Regions from separate parts of the Sus scrofa genome. Here all the other regions are linked to region 3. A link is a contact called in public HiChIP or PLAC-seq data. All regions are on one chromosome and are shown on one strand. Each heading gives the region's core, a stretch centred on a gene start, on an enhancer-like site or on the middle of the called end of the contact. The rest is flanking DNA. Distances are from core to core; before and after follow the strand shown.

What was found. HiChIP or PLAC-seq counts read pairs in DNA pulled down with a chosen protein or histone mark.
Region 1: a contact with region 3 is called in an H3K27ac HiChIP or PLAC-seq map of alveolar macrophages. The contact joins two enhancer-like sites. A contact is called at or near these places in 1 of 47 Hi-C or Micro-C datasets (epiblast stem cells) and 1 of 2 datasets of contacts at active chromatin or transcription factors (alveolar macrophages).
Region 2: a contact with region 3 is called in an H3K27ac HiChIP or PLAC-seq map of alveolar macrophages. The contact joins two enhancer-like sites. A contact is called at or near these places in 2 of 47 Hi-C or Micro-C datasets (embryonic fibroblasts and epiblast stem cells) and 1 of 2 datasets of contacts at active chromatin or transcription factors (alveolar macrophages).

The regions. Positions count from the first base shown.
Region 1 is chr9:27,236,567-27,240,685 of Sscrofa11.1, reverse strand. It overlaps SESN3 (sestrin-3), which reads left to right. Exons shown (of 10, transcript XM_003129758.5): 2 at 2,365-2,430. Among named protein-coding and RNA genes, the nearest start is that of SESN3, 41 kb to the left of the region's middle. Within about 2 kb of position 1,300, at least 9 of the 83 cell types and tissues checked have an H3K27ac peak or open chromatin away from gene starts, as enhancers often do. A contact at or near this core is called in alveolar macrophages, where this site is marked.
Region 2 is chr9:27,358,667-27,362,764 of Sscrofa11.1, reverse strand. The region is part of intron 1 of LOC110255418 (a long non-coding RNA gene); the gene reads right to left. Among named protein-coding and RNA genes, the nearest start is that of MIR7143, 54 kb to the right of the region's middle. Within about 2 kb of position 2,399, at least 10 of the 83 cell types and tissues checked have an H3K27ac peak or open chromatin away from gene starts, as enhancers often do. A contact at or near this core is called in alveolar macrophages, where this site is marked.
Region 3 is chr9:27,714,866-27,719,085 of Sscrofa11.1, reverse strand. No RefSeq gene overlaps it. Among named protein-coding and RNA genes, the nearest start is that of CEP57, 96 kb to the left of the region's middle. Within about 2 kb of position 1,690, at least 3 of the 83 cell types and tissues checked have an H3K27ac peak or open chromatin away from gene starts, as enhancers often do. A contact at or near this core is called in alveolar macrophages, where this site is marked.

The DNA of each region.
Region 1 (4,119 bases), core at 51-2,550, 480 kb after region 3:
CGTTGCTTCTCATCAATTGGTTAAAATTAATAGATATTATATCCCTTTAAGAGCATTAGTGTGCAGTTCCATTTGTGATGAAAACCTATTTTTGATTTAAACCTCTTTGGTTCTAGAAAATACTTCGGTAGGCAGAATAACTATTTCAGGCCTATAAAGGTAAATTTATTTGATAAATGTATCAGTGGTTTTTATAAATAAATCATATTTGTAATAAATCATTCTCTATCTCCAAAGTCCCTTGTATACTTCTAGTTTATTTTCCTCCCTATATATTTTCTCTGAAGTTTGTGGTTTTTTTAAATAAGTATAAATTTATCTCTATTTGTCTCCCTATTGACATTTTTCTCCTCAAATCTGTGATGTGTTCTCACAGTCAGTTCCTCTAACTGCTTTGTTTATTTGAAAAGATCAATTGTCAAGGAAATTGCTTTTCACATATTGGCACATGAGGTGGTATTATATAGAGTATTTGAAATTCTATTTTCTGTAACTTACAGAGGCTAGCAAAGGGAAGAACTCTATTTCCTTTTAAATCTTTTTTCTGGGTAAATCTAGGTGACGGTTAATGTAGGCAAGAAATACCGATATTAGAAATTCTGAATTACTCCTTTTTACGTGGAATCCTCTGATATGCTAACTGGGAGATTGAGATCTTTTTATCATCACTTCACAAATACAACCTCGATGCCTCAGTCTCTCTAAAACATTAGCAGTTTAACATGATGATTAGGTAAAATTTTTATTTTAGTAGAACCCTGAGAATTGATAAAGACTATGTGGCAAGCTCAGGAGGGCAGGGACCATATCTGTTTGGCTCACCCTGTATCCTCAGAGTCTGTCGCAGTATCGTCGGATGCCTGGCTGCTTCCTACTGAAATAAGGGATTTAAATAATTGTTTTGTGTTTGGCAGGTTCTTGGATTATAAGGAACAACAACAACAAAAAAAAAGATTCAGGTTACCTTGTGCAGAAAAAGAGAAGGAAGAAGAGAGGGGGGAGGGACAGAAAGAGGAAAAAGAAGAGTTGCTTTCTCTTGTGAATCCTTAGACACTCGAGTGGTTTTCCTGTAGAAGCAGGTATCTGCTGATGTCTACTCTGCTGCTGTTTCATTGTTTCCTCTCTGCCTCTGCCGTGTTGTGTCTCTTCTCTATCAGATCACCTTCCTTTCCAAAACTCTAGGACTCTACAATCTTTACCCTCAACTTGCTTTGGGTAGAACTTTTTCATCGAGGCACTCACACAGCTTTGGTGTTGATTGGTCCAGTCGACCGTGGCCAGGACGTAATGTGAAATTGACATTGCCCTTCTTGGATAAGAAACCACCTAGAGCTACTTCCTCATTTTAGCAGTTTCCTGAGGAGGGCTTGGTGGCGAACTTAATATTAACGCTTTTTCAGCAGACATCTGTTCCATGTTTCAGTTTCCACTCAGTTTTTATAATATTTATAAACCATGATATAGTCCCTATTTTCATCTATGGCTTTGGAGGGCTCCTATTTAGAACTTTAGACTATTACTCTTATTGTAACAAAATTAAGTCATTTCTCCTATGTCTTCTCCTGGCTAAGAAGGATTTCAAAGCATCAGAGCCTCCCTCTGACTATTCCTCCTCTTCACCCTACCTCCAGAGAACGAAGTTAGTCCCTGATGAGAGTTTTCTTGGCTTATACGATAGTCCGGCTTAAATGAGGACACCAAAATATTTTTCAACTAAAATAGTTTAACAAAAAAATGAAAAACATCAATTAAGCAATTGTTAAGACTACGTAGGATAGCAAGCGGAACAATAAACCTGGTTAAAGTCTCCATTTCTCAAATTAACCTCTGCTTCTCCAAGTTTTACATTTTTCTTAACTCAAAGCCTGAAAACTTTACATTAGATATGCTTATTCCTCTTTTATTCAGAAAGAAAAACACAAGTCAGAGCATTGCTTTGGGGAGTTGCATGTAATCCTCTTAGAATCTAACCTTTCCTTTAGTTTTCAAATTGAGGTCTAAGTCTACTCATATTAGATATGATTTTATTATGGAGGTGGATGGTTTCCAGTCATGTCAAATATGGACTAAAAGCCTCTGGTGCTGTAGAGTACGAGGGAAATGATGTTTGAGGAGTTTACTGTGTACCCTGTACTGTGGTAGGAGCATGTCTGTCCCATTATTTTGCTCATACAGTGTCCCTCTGGGTTTTTGTTGTTGTTGTTTTTGGATCTGAGACCCAAAACTTGCTATGATTTTACGTAATTCTATTTATTTATTCTATTTACTTTAGTATCTTCACAGTAAATTTGCACCAATTTAACTTTCCTTGGAAAGTTATCATTAAGTTATCATTAATGCTTAAAACTTTCCTTTTAAAAACAGGATAAAAGAATCAGAGTATCTCAGCCCTTGACAAGAGGACCAAGTGCCTTTATTCCAGAGAAGGAAGTAAGTGTATCTGTCTTAATACACACAAAGTGTGATTAAAAAAAAAAATTAATCGTGTCAAAGAATATCTTTTTTAATGTGGAAGTAAACATGTGATGTACTCTTATTTCTTATTTATATGTCGGAAAACCACAGAGGTATTTTCAACTTTCACTTACAAGATTGTGTGTGTGATAATCTGCCTTCTTATTTTAGAGTTAGGCTGTACTAGAAGGTTAGAAAAATGTAAAATTTAAAATACCGTATTTGATTGCTTTGCTAACAGTAATAAAACTTAATATTAACCTAAGGTTTAAGGTTTTAAAATGGCCAGTGTTTCGTGGTGATTATTAGTCACATAAATGTTAAGAAAAGACATTTTGAAATGAAAGAGTGAGTTTCCCCACTAAACCTATTAAATTTCTTTATACTGATATTTTATCACTAGTGGTTACTCTCTTTGGTTCTAAGACTCTGATGGACCCGAATGTCACAGAATCTCTGCTACAAGCTGTCCCCGTTGATGAGGGTGGGGAGTCCAGATGGTAAATGCAAGAAAGAAAGGTTATAAATTGACACAAAGGAGATTGTAATAAATTCAAGTTTGTGTTGCCTGTTTTGTGGGTATACAGCTCTATGAAAGACCACAGCAGTGTTTAGAACCTGTAGATTCTTCGATGCTTCTAAGGTATACTTGGGCTAAGAAAAGTTTAATAAAGACCAGTAATTCAGTTTTTCTCTGCTTACAAAATTATTAATTCATGGAGTTCCCATCATGGCTCAGTGGTTAACGAACCTGACTAGTGACCATGAGGTTGGAGGTTCGATCCCTGGCCTCGATCAGTGGGTTAAGGATCCGGTGTTGCCGTGAGCTGTGCTGTAGGTTGCAGACGAGGCTCGGATCTGGTGTTGCTGTGGCTGTGGCGTAGGCCGGCAGCTACAGCTGGGATTGGACCCCTAGCCTGGGAACCTCCATATGCCACAGGTGCAGCCCTAAAAAGACAAAAGACAAAAAAAAAAAAAAAGTTATTAACTCATACTGACTATGGTTATATATACAAATTTTCTGTTGGCTGCAAAGATATCATTTATTTTAAAGTAGCAGCATTATTCCTATACTGTTCAGAAATATTTATAGAGCACCTATTATGTGTCAGGCATTGTCTTAAACGAAAGGATGAGTAGAATTTGAATAATATATGCCAGGTCATTGCCAGAGTCAGCAGTTCCATCATGTTCCTTTTGCCTTTTTAGTGACCTTACCATTTACATGAAAGCCCAAAGTTAACAGTAATGTTTTGGGAGTTCAGTGACTATAGCTGATCTAGGTGGTGACCATGCATTCGAGAAACTGCTGTGCTTGTTCTATTTCCCTCAGAGAGCACAGGGCTGCCCTTAGTGGAGTGATTGCCTGATATATATATATATATATATATAAAGACTTCCTGAAACCCAGTCATTTACATAGTATGTGTCTGAAGATAATCTGGTTTGCAGAAGCAACCACTGTTTTCAGGCTCTATTTCATCATGTGAGTCTATTAATGTATTTTAGGCATCAATTAAACAGAAACAGCTTTTGCTGAAAAACAAAACAAAAGCAACAAATATTCTATCCCTAATTATATGTGGTTTATCTTGATCCTGTTATGTTTTTAACTATTATCTTGGTCCCTGTAGTTAGCAAAATGGGGGGAAATGAGCAAATGGA
Region 2 (4,098 bases), core at 1,150-3,649, 360 kb after region 3:
TTATAGTGTTGCATCAGTTTCTGCTGCACTGCATAGTGACCCAGTCATACACATGTATACATTCTCTTACTCATAGTTTACTTTCCATCATGGTCTATCCCAAGAGGCTGGATATAGTTTCCTGTGCTATACAGTAGGACCTCATTGTTTATCCATTCTAAACATAATAGTTTGCATCTACCAGCCCCAAACTCCCCATCCATCCCATTTCCTCCCCCTTGGCAACCACATATCTGTTCTCTATGACTGTGAATTAAGGTTATCGTTAAAGTGCCTGGCAAAAAAGCTCTGCACAAAATATGACCTCATTAAGTGGTAGCTGTTATTGCTGTTTCCCAAATTTTTCCATTGAGTTTGCATTGTATTTTATAGATAAGAAAAGGAATATTTAAACGCACTTACATTTCAGCTGCAGTTTATGGCTACAGAGTAAACTGAGATGAGTAGTTACATTGGCGGAAAGATACCCACCTTTGACACTATATATTTTTGTTCAGCTCTCCATGGAACACATAAGAATTATTCTGGAGTCTTTTTCCCCCAAAATAAATTTATTTTCCTGAGCTACTCATTAGCAAGATCATCTTTAGGAGGCTGAGATGCTTCTTGGGTTTCCCCTTCCTCCAGCCATTCCATAGAAATCTGGCTAAAACAAAATGTGGGCAACAGAATTAGAAACCCAAACTTCAGCCAGAACAGTAGGTAAAAGTGATGCCAAGGCACAATAGTCAAGAGATGGAAGCAATTTCGATGTCTATTTCAGTGGATGTCTAGATAAACAAAATGCTGTCCAGGCATGTAATGGAATATTATTCACTCTTGAAAAGGAAGGAAATTCTGTCACATGATATAATGTAGATGAACTTTGAGGACATTGTTTGGAATGAAATAAGCCACACATGAAAAGACAAACACCATATGATTCAACTTATATGCGGTATCTAAAGTAGTCAAATTCATAGAAATGAGAACAGCATAGTGGTTACTAGGGACTGGTGGTAGGGGAAGGTAAGGAGGAGTTATTTAATGAGTATAGAGTTCCAGTTTTGCAAGATGTATTAGTTAGGTTCTCCAAAGAGAGAGAGAGAATTTATTAGAAGGAACTGGCTTACACAATTATGGAAGCTGAGAAATCCCATGATCTGTCATTCCTTTCTCTGCTTTGTGTTCTATCCATGCTCTCAAAAGATGGTGTCCACCCACATGGGGGAGGAACGTCTACTTTACTGAGTTCACCATTGCAAATTCTAATCTCATCAGAAACACCCTCACAGACACACCCAGAAATAGTGCTGAGTTTGGGTGCCTCAGGGCCCCCCCCCCCGCCGACCTTGACATGTAAAATTAACCCTCACCCAAGAAGATGAAAAGTTCAGGCAATTTGTTTGACAACAAAGAGCACATGCTAAACACTCCTGAACTCTACACTTAAAAATGGTTAAGATGAGTTAAGAAAATTTAATGCATATAATTACCAACAAAATCAGGTCAAAAGATCTTTATTGTTTTTAAATGGCTTTGAATATGGATAAAAATAAATTCAAGCCATTCCCCAAAAATGATATCAAAGGAATGGAACCCCCAAAGGGCAGAAGATGTTACTGAAGGCAAAAGGAAGGGGGTGGGGTAAGAGTGGTCAAAGCAGCCAAGTCCTGCCCACGTAACCCAGGAGACAGCAGAAGGAGGATGGGCAGGGGCACAGCAGGAACCCTGCAGGATAATTCAAACCTTTTCCAGATCAGTCAGCAGAGCAAACCTCTTTTCTTCCTGCCCTGACTCCCTGAGTTTGAGCTGCTTGGTTGGTGTCTGCAGGAGGCCCACTGGCAGCTCCTCAAGCAAATGCTTCAACTTGGCCTTGGGAGAATGTCCACTCACAAAAGTCCCCATTTGCCTGAACCAGTGGAGTCTTGGTCCAGCTTTATGCATCCACTATACCTCCTGCTGCCTCAGACCCTTGGGTCCAGGACAACTCCTCCTGCGACCTGAGAATCCAAATCATGAGCCTTGACCAAGGACATGACTCCAAAGGCCAGTGGAAAATGTTCCTAAGGAGATTAAAGGAAGAAAGTTCATTAGCCGGGCTGCTTCGGACTGCAAACAGCAGAGAAGTCTGACTCAAACTGGTTTAAAGATAAGGAAATGCATTCTTACATAATAAGAAGTCAAAGTGAAGTCAATAAATGGGTAGGCCCCAGATGTAGTTAATCAGAAGGTATACATTGTCATCAAAGACCTCGGTTGCTTCAGCTGCTACTCTGCCATTTAGGTATTTGTTTCTTCCTCAGGCTGGTGGCAAGATGTCTCTCCCGTTCCAGCTGCCATGTTCAGCGAGAATATGCCCAGAGGAAGAACAGCCGTCTCTTCTTCCTCTTTTCTCTTTCTTAGAGCAGGAAACCTTTCCCCCAAAAGCAAGCACTTAGCACACTTCCCCTCTCATCCCATTGGCCAGAAAATGGGGGCCACATGCACATTGCTAAATTATGCACTATGAGAAGAATATTTTTACTATACTTAGCTGAGTTCAATTATTTGGGTGGATCACAGTGTCCACTCTACAGTGTAAATAGGGCCATCAAATAAACACAGCTATTATAGCAAATGCTTGCCCCAGAACCTCCTAGAGCAGAACTGTGATGCTCCCTCTGACCCACCATCACCCCTATCTTCCGTCTCAGCTCAGTTCCCGTGTTCTAAGTTCTCAGCATTAAAGTCACTCATCTGGGAGAGGTGGGGGGAAAAGAATGTTGTGGTCAAATATAATTGGGAAATGTACACGCCACATCCAGAGATTCATGGTTATCAGTTCATTTATTTAAAGCTCTGCAGAGTTCTGCAGACTGCTTAATTTATCATCTCCCAATCTTATCTATCTATGGTGTGTGTGGTTTTTTTTTTTTTTTCCCCCAAGTGATTTAAAACTATCCTTCTGTGGAATGAATGCCCCTTAAACTTTAAGAAACTTGAGACATGGTCTTTCTTGGAAATAGGTGATATTTGATTCTTTCTTCTTCCCAAAGTCTCAGATTAAACAGCAGTTTTTCCAGGAAGCCCAGCACCCACCCAACAGAGGGGGACCAAAGCACTGATCCCACTCTATTTGTAATTGCCAGTTCTTGTAGTTTTCTCCCCAGCAATCTGTGAGCTCTCTGAGGTCAGAAACAGTGTCTTGCTCAAGGCTGTGTATCCAATACCCAGCATGGCGGCCAGCATAGCAAAGGGACAGAATGTTCCTTGGAAGAATCCAATGGCCACCTGTGGTTTTACCTGAAGGTAAGAATATAAACTGGAATGAGGCCAAGACAGACAATAACTGATCTCAGCCTTTCTAATCCACTCTGCCTCTGTGTAATCACTGCACACCTCTCCAAGACTGCTGAGGAGTTAACTTTTTCCAGAAATTCCAGTCAGCACAAACGAAGCCTTTGTCCACAGACGGCACCTCTGCACCCACAGTCCTCCATGGAGAGCCTCAGCCTTCCCAGGCCTGAAACTCCTGTCGGAGGACCCAGGCAAAGCCTCTGTTCTACCTTCTGATTGGGCCTTTGGGGCTGCCTCGTGACACTCACACCACTTCCATACATGGAAGTTAATTATCCTCTGGGCAGAGGTCATCAAGTCTGTAAAAGTGCCCAGAGTGGGTTGGAAGAAAGTTCTTTCCTAAGTACAGAGTAAGATTATAACTACTGTTGAGAGAGAGAGAAAGAGAGAGAGAGAGGAAGGAAGGAAGGAGAAGCAGCAGGCCTCCAGTTGGCATGGCACAAATGCATCAGATGTGGTGCCTCAGGGTGGGGATGTGCATGGAGAGATGGAGGGTGAGTGGCTTCCCCTGACTAGTGGTCCAGATAATGCTGGCCTTATGGGAGCAGCATGGTGGGCTGTTGAGAACACTCTTGGTTGCCCATCCAAGACCACCCTCTACTTTTCTTCCTCCTTCCAAACAGAAATGAGTTTGGATTCAGGCATCCATCCTCTTTCAAACAGCCATGTATTTCAGGGGAAGCTGATGCCAATCCCATCTCCAGACAATGACTCTGGTTTGTCTATAAACCAACCACGGTAACTCCATTGCATCTGGCAAGGCTTTATTTAGGAAGAGGC
Region 3 (4,220 bases), core at 441-2,940:
GGTATAAAGTGTTAAGCTCTAGATAGTGAAAATAATAATTACATCACCTAAGCAACATCCTCAATCCATCTTCCTTTCCTAAGCAGATCATGACTTACATTAGCCTTGCCCAGAAAAGACATTCCAGCCAGTTTTCTTTTTTATCTCCCTATCAGGTTCCTACCTGGTCTTACCTAGCCCAGTGACTTTTTTCTTCCCTTAATTCCTCCTGTAGTGTGTAAATACTACTTTTAATCTTATATATGTATTGCACAATAATTATTATCCTATTCTTGTGTTCTCTATGTATGGATCCTATAAATACAGGCTTTCGTAGTGTGGAACTATCTCAAGGGCAAGGCATCTGTTATTGTAAGCTGGGTCTACAAAAGTGACAAACACAAATAGGTGTGGAATAGTGCTTTGTGTTAACTTGAAGACAAAGTTGATGGTGATGATAATGACAAACTTCTTCACAGTTTACTAAAAGTGAGGGATTTGGGGGGTAAAATTTTGGTAAATTTATTCCCAAAAGCCTTCAGAAAAAAAGCCTCAGATGCACTCAAAATCGTGGAGAGTGAACAAAATAGTAGAAGAAGAGAAACAAGAAGAACAAGAATAAGAAGAACAAGAACAGGAATAAAAACAACAAGAAGGAGAAGCAGAAGAAGGAGAAAATAAAAGGAAGTATGCCCTAGCCGTGGCCTTTTAATTTTAATTTTTACTTCTTGGCCACATTCGTGGCATGTGCAAGTTCCCAGGCCTGGGATGGAACCTGTGCCACAGCAGTGACCAGAGCCAGTGCAGTGCCAATGCCGGATCCTTAACCCACTGTGCCACAAGAGAACTCCCTAGTCTTGCCATTTTAAATGTATGGAGAGCATTTCTATGACACATTCCATCACTATGTGAAATTCAACACACCTTAAACCAAACTCTCTGTCTTCCCTCTCAAAGCAGCCTTCCTGTTTAGCATCTCCATTTCAGATTTATTCTCATAGCTTCCTAAGCTCAAAACCCCTGAGTCATTATTATTGCCGCCTCTTCCATATACTCATATCCAATCAGTAATCAAGTCCTGTTGTTCATGCCTTCAAAATAATTTCCATATCTTTCCCTCTGTTACCATGGATACCATCGAATCTCCAATCTCTCTTTTCGCTTCATGCCTGGACAACTGCAGTAACTTCCTGAGTCTCTTGGCTCCAATCTACCCTGCATACAGCTGCTGTGGAATAATTTCTTTTGACATGTCACACCGCTGTCCAAAAACCTTCAGTGGCTCCTTGCTGTTCTTCCACGAAGTCTGGATTCCTTAAAGTACCTTGCATAGTCTTCTGTAATCTGACCCTATTGAAAGGATCCCGCTCATTTACCAGATGCCTTTGTGCAAAATTGAGAAGGCACCCCCCTGGGGACGTAGAAACCTGGTGCTCCAGGCTTACAGACAGAAGCAAGCCTTGCGTGAACATCCTAGAAAGAAAGGGTGGTCGCCTCCTCAGGGGGCGTGCTCTAGGTCACACAGTGACCTTGAAGAGCAGGCACATGTTGTATGTCGATACCCAACCACTCCAATGTCCTTGCAGGTCACGACCTCCACCACCACTCGTAGAGCCCTGATTTCCCTTTGCTCCTAAGCTCAGACAGCTTTGCTTTCCTTGAACGTGCTGTACTTAATTTTACCCGATTACCCTGACTCATGCGGTTTTTTTTTTTTTTTTTTTTGCACTTCCTGAAATACACTTCTGCTTCCTCATATCTGGGTAATTCCTGCTTGCCCTTCAAGATTCACCTTAAATGTCACTCTTCTGGGAAGCTTTTTTGAATTCCAAAGTCTGAAAAAACTTATCTCCTAGGTTCCCATAGCACTATGTGTGCTCAACCATAGTACAGAGGGGTCAGATATGATAACTTACAGCTCAGATGCGCCAAAGTATACACTTTCCAATTTTATGGTCACTGATTTTCTCTTGCTCTGGAGTTCTTGTTTCTGGAAGGTTGGAAAATTTTAAACTTGCTCATTGCAAGGTAATTCTGTCTCTTTTGGATAATTAGACCCTGCAAATGTTCTAACCTCCCTTTTCAAGGGAGTTGGGGGCTGAACAGGGGAATGATTGTATGAACTAATGTGTCTAGGAAGAGGTGAGTGATTTCTGTGCTGTCCTCCTTTGCTTCCTTCTGGCTCTCTGGTTAAGCTCATCTCCCCTCATGTCTGGGAGGCAGCCTCCCTGTACATTAGAGTTGCTATCGAGCATCTGACTGTTCCAACTCAGGGTCTCTTCTTCCAAGATGGGCGATGCAAGGTGATGGCTCCCAAAGAGCTCAGCCATCACCTTCTGCCAGTCAGGCACCATGCTGGTTCTTGCTAGTGCTTCAGATTCCCACTGACTCCATGTCATCTCCTGCTTGTCCTGTCTTTGCCTCTAGCAAGTTCATAGCCAACACGTAGGGTCCACATTCCATGGACATCCTGGAGCTTTTGGATTCCTTCCACATCATATAAGCACCAAGGGAGAGCTAGGTACCCTGTACCAGGCCCATCTCTGCAGATGTCTCCTCTACTCTCTGTTGCTTTGCTGCTCCAAGGCCAGTTGGACAACATAGGTAAAACAGAGCGTGAGGATAGATGCCCTAAATTTCTCCCTCAGTGTGTCTAGGGGTTTGTGGCAAACTCACCACAAAATCCTCTCTCTCCACACATATGTGGCCCCTGTTCTAAAGATATACTCAGGGAGCCATGATCATCCTCCCCAACATCTGTTCTCCTTTAGATCTCCCTGTCTGACCCCTGTCCCTCAAGTGAGAACTTCTTTCTTTCTTTCTTTTCTTTCTTTTCTTTCTTTCTTTCTTCCTTTCTTCCTTTCTTTCTTTCTTTCTTTCTTTCTTTCTTTCTTTCTTTCTTTCTTTCTTTCTTTCTCTCTCTTTCTCTCTCTCTCTCTCTCTCTCTCTCTTTCTTTCTTTCTTTTTTGCTTTTTAGGCCACACCTATGGCATATGGAAATTCCCAGGCTAGGGGTTGAAGCAGAGCTGCAAGTCGCATTTGCAACCTACCTGAAACTTGTGGTGACACAGGATCCTCAACCTACTAAGTGAGGCCAGGGATTGAACCCACATTCTCATGGATACTAGTTGGGTTCTTAACCCACTGAGCCACAATGGGAACTCCCAGAGGTTCTTTCTACCCCCTTCCCACTGCTCAGGTGGATACTAACTTCTCTTAAGTTTTAACCCTAAATTTCTCTATCTAGAGCTAGTAACAAAATTATATGTTGGACCCTTCCAATTTTTGCTCCTGAAAATGATAAGGCAAACTACTGAACTTCAGAAATACTTTCATTTTCAGCAAACTCTGGCTTACATTAATACAGGTTTGCTATGGGACTCAAGATCTTTTACAAATCAAATGCTGAACAGTGGCTCTTTCTTTGCATTAGTTATAATAACAAAATCCTCCCAGATGTAATAGTGCATATTGTTTAGTAGAGGACAGTCTCATGCATAGAAGAGTGAAAAAGGAAACCATTAGTATACAAAAGAATTATCTACTGCTACACAAACACCTCTATCATACTGTAATCACAGGTTCACTGGTCTTCCATTGGGACTATGTCTTATTCAACTTTGCATCCTTTTATAAATAAAACAAAAGCAAGGTTTGGGGTTGCCTTTCGAGTTATCCCTAGTCCTCTGGGGAAGACAGGGGAGGGTCTTAAAGGAAAATAAAGTGTTGCATTTCATATCCTCAAACAGGGAGTTGCACACATATGGTAGAGAAGATGGATAAGCATCACTTTGGAACCTTCTGTGTTCCAAAGCAACTGGGTCCTATATTTACTGGTTGTTGAGGAGAGAATTTGCAATCTTGTCCATGGGTCCTCAGAGGGGAAAATACTAGCTATATGCTGTGTTGTTTTAGCCTTCCTTGAAGAGGAAAATCTCAGTGCCCTTATTTTAATGGAGCTGGCCAGGGATAGTGCTGGTCCCTATGAAGAATGATGGGGCATTCAAGGATTGAGATACTCATGCAAGTAATAAGAACAGAACAACAATGATCAGTTATTGAGCTCATACTCTACACCAGGCTCTTTGAGGAGCTTTGTATATGTTAACTCACTCCTTACCATAATACTATAAAAGAGCTTCTATTATTAACTTCATTTTACAGATAAGGAAATGGCTGTACAGGGAAGTTAAATGATTTCTCTAAGGTCATATAACTAGAAAGTAGCCAAACCAGGGTGT